2 separate regions of the Mus musculus genome follow, and region 1 is linked to region 2. The links are chromatin contacts, called in public HiChIP or PLAC-seq maps. All regions are on one chromosome and are shown on one strand. The core of a region is the stretch at or near the end of the contact, and the rest is flanking DNA. Distances in the headings are between cores, read along the strand shown. Region 1 holds the start of Higd2a (HIG1 domain family, member 2A). Region 2 has its middle 24 kb from the start of Gm16578.

Region 1 (3,726 bases), core at 857-3,356, 340 kb before region 2:
CTAAAAAATTAAGAGTTGGAGTTCGACTTTTAAATGTATTTTAGGGGGTGGGGGCATCATAACACTAGGTGGACATTACCTTTAAATACGGCACCATCTTCAGCTCCTTATGCCCTGTTCTTGCATCCTGAGGGCTTCACAATGCAGTGTTCCACACTGGCAATATGCCTTGTGGTTAAGATCATGATGGAGATACAAACACCTAGCTCTAGTCACGGACCTTCCACTCAGAGATTGAAAACATGTCAGGGCCCAAGAAATGTATCTTCACTTTCTTCCCTTTCCCCTTCAGGAGGTATTCAGAGAGGCAGGGTGACCCATGGGAGGATTCGGTTCCTCAAAGCAACACAGTGACTACAGATCACAAATGCCTTTGAGACGCCTGTGTCAAAAGCTGGAGTGGTAAAGAGATCAGCAGAGTGGAGGGTCGCAGAGGAGGCTGCACCGGAGTAAGAGAAGTAGTCAAAGAATGGTGGTGGTGTGTGTTTGAACATCCTGACTCACAACAGGACCACGACAGGCCTCATCTACAGGCTACAGAAACTTGGAAATTGCTGGCAAACTTTCCCGTATTACATCAAACAGCTCACTGAATTAGAATCCCAAGAATGAACATTTGGGAATCTCTACTTTTAACCAGTGCCCCAAGTAACTTGACAGTGCCGAGGAAAGTTTGGATAGCACTAGGCTCTATGTTCCTCTTTCACAACTGGAGAATAAACCTCCGGCCTCACAATCACTATGTACTGTACTGCTGAGCTGTACCCTCAGGCCATTTTAAATGATACAGAGTCTAAGTTACTCTACTGAGTGATCTTGCATTTTTTTTTTTTTCCGAGACAGGGTTTCGAGACAGGCTCTGTATAGCCCTGGCTGTCCTGGAACTCACTCTGTAGACTAGGCTGGCCTCAAACTCAGAAACCCACCTGCCTCTGCCTCCCAAGCGCTGGGATTAAAGGCATGTGCCACCACTGCCCGGTGATCTTGAACTCTTGAAGTCATGTGCAGTCAGGCAAGATTCTTTCTTCTCCCTCAACCTTCAGAACAGTTAAGGCAATAGGCATGCACTGTCAGACCTAGCTGATTTTTAAAGGCCAGTCCTACTGACAGCCTGTTCCCTCTTAAAAATTTAAAGGAAAAATCATGGTTTTGATCGTAGGAATGAGATTAAGAAATAGTTCATCACATACAAGTGTAATAAGCTTTTATTAAGTAATTAAGGGGACGCATCACAAATAGAAGCATGCAACCCAACTGAAATGAACCTGGGATTTTGGGAGCGGGAGGGGGCAGCGGTGGAAGCGCAAATCAGTTACAAAATCGGCCACTTCCTCACCCAAATGACAATAAGGTCCGGTCTGAAACGGAGGGAGCAAGTCTGACAGGGATGTCTGTTGTTCCTGGGTTTTGTAATGGTTTCCATGGCGCTTTAAGACCCGGCTATACTCAGGCTTGAGACTTCATAGCAGATGCCGCTAACCCCAACAAGATGGCTACGACCGTGAAACCCTGTGCAGCGATCCGGGTGCGCATCATGAGTTGGGATCGGTGGCTCTGGCCGCGGTGGAAGCAGTAAAGGCCATAGGTGAGGGCAGCCGCCGTCCCCAGACAGCCTGGGGAGAGGACAACACACGCGGGAGGCAACAGGTCGGGTCCTGCAGGTCCCTTAAGGATGTAGCCCGTCCCAGCTTTCCCAGAGCCACAACAGGAGGGCAGTTCTACAGTCTGCTTCATCTAGTCCCAAGCCCCGCAATGCATTCCGATTCGTTTCAGTCACCCCCCACCCCGCACCGTCATTTCGTCACACCTCTGGTCCGCTCCCCTTCCCAAACCCCAGGCTTACTTGATCCACCCCTATTTCCTTTCCCTACGAAACCGCTGTCCTCTCGGTCTTCCGTTCCTACAGCACACACTTACCTATAGGCACCATTGGGTTCTCACGGGTCTTGCGAATAAACTTTTCCTTAAAGCCCTCTGGGTTGGAGTAGACCGTGGGGCTGAAGCCCTCGATAACTGGGGGCTTGGACGGATCAAAAGGCGCCTCTGGACTCACAGGACCGGGAGCCGCCATACCCACCAGCACAGAAATAGGTAGGACACAAATCCGGACACCGGACCCCGCCTTCTGATGAGGTCACTACGGGGCGGGGAAATAGCTTGCTGAGTGTAGCACGCAGGCGCCATTGCCCGTTGCTTTCTGGGAGTTGTAGTAAGTGAATGTGGAGGCACTAACTACTAAAACTACATTTCCCAAGAATCCTTGCGCGCACGGGTGGACGGAGACTATTAACACGCGGCTCTGAGAGCGTGGTTCTTGAGTTTGAGCTGCTGTTTCAAGGGTTTGAGCTGCTGTTGGGGCAGTTAGCGAGATGCCCAAGGCTAAGGGAAAGACTCGGAGGCAGAAGTTCGGTTACAACGTCAACCGAAAGCGTCTGAACCGGAATGCTCGTCGGAAGGCAGCGCCACGGATTGAGTGGTGAGGGGCCAGTTTGGAGGCGGGGGCCTGGGCTGGGATCTAAGGTGAGGTGACAGAATCTCGATTTCTCTCTCTCTCTTTGATGTTAGTTCCCACATACGACATGCCTGGGACCACACCAAATCCGTGCGGCAGAACCTGGCGGAGATGGGGTTGGCCATGGACCCCAACAAGGCGGTTCCCCTCCGTAAGAAGAAGGTACTGATAACGCAAAGCACTTTCCCCATCTCCACACTAGCCGCTTCCTATTTTCCTTCCCACCTGACGTTCCTTCACTGAGCAGAGTTTCAGAATTTGTTCTCTCTCTCTCTCTCTCTCTCTCTCTCTCTCACACACACACACACACACTTACTTCCCATATTTGTGATAAAGTCATTTTGCTTGCACTAATTCTGGTCAAAGACCTTTAACGACCTCCTTTATTCACGCCCCCTCCTCTGCTTACCATTTCTTCTCAGGTCAGTGGAATTTTCTAGAATGTATCTTTTTCTGTCCCCCAGAGCTTGAGGGGTTTTTTTTGTTTTGTTGTTTTTTCGTTTTTCGAGACAGGGTTTTTCTGTATAGCCCTGGCTGTGCTGGAACTTACTTTGTAGACCAGGCTGGCCTCGAACTCAGAAATCTGCCTGCCTCTGCCTCCCAAGTGCTGGGATTAAAGGCGTGCACCAACACCCCCCGGCTTACCCCAAGAGTTTTTTTTTTTTTTTTTTTTTTTTTAGTAAAATTATAACTAAGCACTGGCAGGTAAGTCCTCCCCATGAAGAAGCTATCGGACATGGCTCCCTGTAACTTATAAAGCGCTCTTCATGCACATGGTTTTTGTGGTGCTACTACACAGCAGAGTAAGGAAAGCATAGATATAGGCAGAAAGATGAATTGCTTGTTAAAAATATTACTGTGGGTGTCATATGCAACTGTATGAACATATCATGTGTGGTGTGACATGTGAGTGTGAGCATTAACATACCATGTGTGGTGTGACATGTGAGTGTGAGCATGAGCATACTGTGTGTGGTATGACATGTGAGTGTGAGCATGAACATACCGTGTGTGGTGTGATCTGGTTCTAGTGACTTTGGGCAAGGATTTTCTGATACAAGACATAGTTGTGTTTCCATAGGGAATGTCCTTCCCTAACGTTGGTCAAACTCTGACCAAAGGTGCTTGTCTGTTGGTCTCAAACCTGTTCTTTACAGGTAAAGGCCATGGAGGTAGACACGGAGGAGCGACCCCGGGATCTTGTACGGAAGCCC
Region 2 (4,064 bases), core at 521-3,020:
GTCTGCTGCCGGTGGAGAGCTGGACCCGAGGGACGCAGATTCCTCTGAGCTTTAACATCCACCACTTTCCCAGGACCACACAGCTAGTGAATGGGGGAATCAACTCCTGGGAAGCCAGCTCCCCTGGTTCTGGGAACTTGCCATTTAATGACCAGCAGTGCCTAGGGCCCCTGTTGCACCAGAGCCTGGCAATTAGAGAAAGTGTGTACATGTGTGAGTGTGCTCAGGATAGCTGAGTGTTGTCACCACGGAAGCTACATTCCTGTTCTTGGTAAGGGAAGCACTGCTGGCCAGAGAGCTGCCTGAGGGCACGTGAGCTTGTCCAGGAAAATCTTTACTGATGATACAGCTGGACTTGGAGACTCCCAGGGCTTGGCAGTGTTCACTCAGGAAATAGTTGTCAGCGCTGGGACTAGCAACAGCTGAGGCTCATATTTCTGCACAGAGGGCTCTGTCTCTCCCGATACCTCCCATGCATTCACTCAGTCTACTTGGTCTTCCACAAGCCTCTCATTGAACTCTGCTCATCCCCAAGAAAGGACACTGCCTGTTCCTTCCCCAGGCCCACCTTTCCATGTTTGGTGATACAGAGTCAGACTCAGGGACCAGAAAGCATGTGTGTGTGTGTGTGTGTGTGTGTGTGTGTGTGTTGGGGGCTTGATTCCCAGCGCAGACTCGCTGATTTAGCTTGTGACATGAACCTTGGCTGGCCCTGGGTTCCTCAGATCCTTTGCCCTACTCCCTGGAGGACCTATTCTTTCTTCATTATGAGTGGCATTCTCCAAGCTAGCCCGCCGAGGTTGCGTGTGAGCAGACACCAGACATTTAGATTCACGGCTGATCACAGATCGTCCATCACAGAGGCAAAGCGATTACCCTGAGAGAAGAAGCGCCCTGACCCCCTCCCTCCGACCCCAGGCTGCTTCAGACTTGCTGAATCCAACCCTCTAGGCTCCCCTTGTTTCCTCTCAGCTTCCTGATAGATTAACTTTACTCAAGTCAGTGTTCAGAGCTTGCAGTCAGCGTTTCCTGATGATGCAGACCGAAGCTGAGGCAGACAGTGGAACGGTCAGTATTTCTCAAAGCCTTCCTCTAAGCACCATAGCGCAGGACACACATAGACTGTGCTGGCCCCACAGTCCCGGGGCTGCTGAGAGGCGGCGGAGAGACGAAATGGTGCAGACCCCTCAGCCGGCACTCCACTCTTGTTAGGTGAGAAACCCCTAACGGCTAATTCAGTTGGCACTCAGAAGCCTTGCTCAACTATCCTCTCATCTCTCTTCAATATAAGATTGAGAAATGGCCTGGGTTGTCTTTTTCTGGTTGTAGCTCAGATCATTGTTAACAGTCAATTAATCAACACTTTTCCTAACAGAGCTTTGGGATTGGTGTTTCCCCCTCTCCCAAGCCGAAGTCAGATTAACGCGGCATCTTTTAGAAATTGAACAGTGATTTAGCCCATTACTAACTTGTGTTTGGCAGATGAATGTCTCCAAGAAACTCTTAAGGACATTAAAAACAATCTTACACACACGTTAGGGAAGCCATGACTCCAGGTGGAAAGAATTTACTTAAAACTCCCACAGCGTAGATAGGATGACTTGATGCTGCCTCTGCCTGTCTCCTTAGCCTTGGTCTCCTTCTGTCTAACCTAGTAGCTAAGACTCTGTAACCCTCACCTGGGGTGGTTCTGCCTTGTTTAGGTGGTGCCAGCTCTAGCCAAATGGGTATTATGGTCCTGCTCTGCCCCCTGGTGGATGCTCATGCCCTGATGCTCTGGGTGCTGGCAGTTTGGCTGGGACTTTCAAGCTGGTAGCCGTGGGTGTGTTGGAGCCTAGCCTAGTGGCATGGCTTCTAGTTTCTGGAGAAATGACTGTTTCAGCATGCCGAGACACACTGTAGCTGTTGCAGGTCTTGTTTACTCACGGTATATACACTTGTTACTAATTAATTTACAACTGTCAACTGAGACACCTGAATTTTCCCTGCTGAAATGATGAAGGATGGGCACAGCCTTTGCTCCAGCCTCAAAGGATGATTAGACCCACAGATAGATGTCCACAGTCCTGGGCATGATGGGAGCCCTAGATAAATGGGAAAATGCTGTAGTTTGGATATAGAAGGTCCCCATGTTTAAAGGCTTGGTCCCCCAGTCCATGGCACTATGGACAGACAGTCCCTAATCCTGTTATCAGGTGAGCCCAGGCCTTTCCTTGGCCCTGAATCTCTACAAGGCAACAAGACTGGCAGCTCAAGAAGATCTCTTAAGGGGCAGAGCCTCCTGAGAGGAGTTGCTGGTTGGAGCTATAGTTGGGTAGGAAGGTCTGCTGACTCTAGACCCCCTTAGCTGACCCTCGTGTGCCCTGCTTATTTATGAACACCTCCTCTGGGTTGTCTGTGAGCTGAGCTTGGGGGTATCCAAGGGCGAGGTTGGGTATCCTGGACCAGATGAGCCATTCGATCCCAGTCCCCAAGGCAGTTGGAGGGGCCATTCTGACAGGGTTCCAACAATGACAACACACAGTGTCCACAGGGAAGGACAGGGTAAGAAATACCCAGGTATGGGTATTGACATTGAAGAACTTGGTGCTCATAATTCCTGGCTCTCAGTGGCCCAGTAATGGGCTAGGTGGTACAAGACAACGGAAGAGGCCCCCCTCATGGGTGGAAACTCCTTATGGGGGTAGGAAGAAATCTGGCTTTGCTTTACTAGTCTGGCCCCTGGGGCACAGGCTAGGCCCCCATTCTCTCAGGATGGGGTTTCCACCCTGTCTGAGCCCCCTAGGAGGGAGCGGGCGGGTACTCAGAGGCGGAAGGGAGGAAATGCTTCTCTGGCCCAGCCTCATAATTAGACCCTTCAATTGCAATTACTTTTGCAATTAGCTCAGCTGGTAATTGGAACTGGAGGTGGTAATTTCTGTCCTTCACGGAAGCTCCCTTTGAATTGGGCTTTACTTATCTGTCCAGGATGCTGGGTAGTGCTCTGGGGAGCACTCAACTCTTGGGAGCAGCTCAGAGAGCACAGCCTTGGGCTTGGCACAGTAGGAGGTACGGGGATTCTTCTGAGTCCTCGAAGATGGGACCTGAGGTGTGGTGAACAGGAGCCTCACAGGCTTCTTAGCAAAGGGCGATTCTGAGCTTAAGTTTTGTAGAGCTTGGAAAAGCAACATCCTAACCACCCCCATAACCGGAAGTCATGAGCTGAGCCAGTGCAGGTAGGCAGGCTCTCCAACAGCCCATACTTCTGGTGTTTGTGTCCTGGTATAACTAGCTCTCTGAGTGCAGGATGGTGTGGTGATCCTTGCTTTGGATCATTTGAACATGACAAAGGTTTCTATGATATTTGTCACCAGGGTTTATGTGTCAGAAGGTTTAATCTCCAAGATCATGGGTCAACGGTATTTGGAGGCTGGGAACTTGGGGGGCAAACATGGTTGAGTGAAACAGGAGGGTGGGCAGGAGGGTGGGTAGGAGGGTGGGCAGGAGAATGGGCAAGAGGGTAGGCAGGAGGGTGGGCAGGAAGGTGGGCAGGAGGGTGGAGAAGAAGGTGGGCAGGAGGGTGGACAGGAAGGTAGGCAGGAGAGTGGACAGGAAGGTGGGCAGGAGGGTGGGCAGAAGGGTGGACAGGAAGTTGGGCAGGAGAGTGGATAGGAGGGTGGGCAAGAGGATGGGCAGGAAGATGGGTAGGAGGGCGGACAGGAGGGTAGGCCTCTCTGTCCTTATTACAGCTTTCTGAGGAGAGATGGGCTGAGCTGAGAGACTTGCTCGCTCTTGTTGTGTGATACCCTCTATTAAGGTCCTTCCTGCTCTCTAGTGTCCTGCTCTCCCACTCCCCACTCTCTCTGGTACCTTGAGCAAATACCCTCACAGTCTCCATGAATCACCTAGGTGTGTGTTGACTGAGACAAAGGCTATAGAGAAGAAAAGACCTCTCTGCCATTTTATTTTATTCCCAGGAACATGGAAAACCCTTCTGTGTCTCTAGTTAATAGAACCATAAAGATTTCTGCTTTCTGAGCAAGCAGTCCTGCAGATTCTTGCCACAGGCTCCTTTAATTCAGTAC

The links. HiChIP or PLAC-seq counts read pairs in DNA pulled down with a chosen protein or histone mark.
Region 1: an H3K4me3 HiChIP or PLAC-seq map of pro-B cells shows a contact between it and region 2, with 5 times the contacts expected there. The contact joins the promoter of Higd2a here to the enhancer-like site in region 2. A contact is called at or near these places in 4 of 39 promoter capture datasets (the C10 cell line, cranial neural crest, hippocampal neurons and 1 more), 2 of 484 Hi-C or Micro-C datasets (large pre-B cells and liver), 3 of 115 datasets of contacts at active chromatin or transcription factors (cardiomyocytes, large pre-B cells and pro-B cells) and 1 of 9 other capture datasets (liver).

What each region holds. Positions count from the first base shown.
Region 1 is chr13:54,588,611-54,592,336 of GRCm38.p6, reverse strand. Higd2a (HIG1 domain family, member 2A) reads right to left here and starts at 2,106. Exons shown (of 2, transcript NM_025933.3): 1 at 1,918-2,106; 2 at 1,190-1,613. The coding sequence starts at 2,071. The coding sequence ends at 1,447. It overlaps Nop16 (NOP16 nucleolar protein), which reads left to right and starts at 2,263. Exons shown (of 5, transcript NM_178605.4): 1 at 2,263-2,476; 2 at 2,566-2,674; 3 at 3,670-3,726. The coding sequence starts at 2,370.
Region 2 is chr13:54,245,442-54,249,505 of GRCm38.p6, reverse strand. No RefSeq gene overlaps it. Among named protein-coding and RNA genes, the nearest start is that of Gm16578, 24 kb to the right of the region's middle. Within about 2 kb of position 1,770, at least 21 of the 459 cell types and tissues checked have an H3K27ac peak or open chromatin away from gene starts, as enhancers often do. A contact at or near this core is called in pro-B cells, where this site is marked.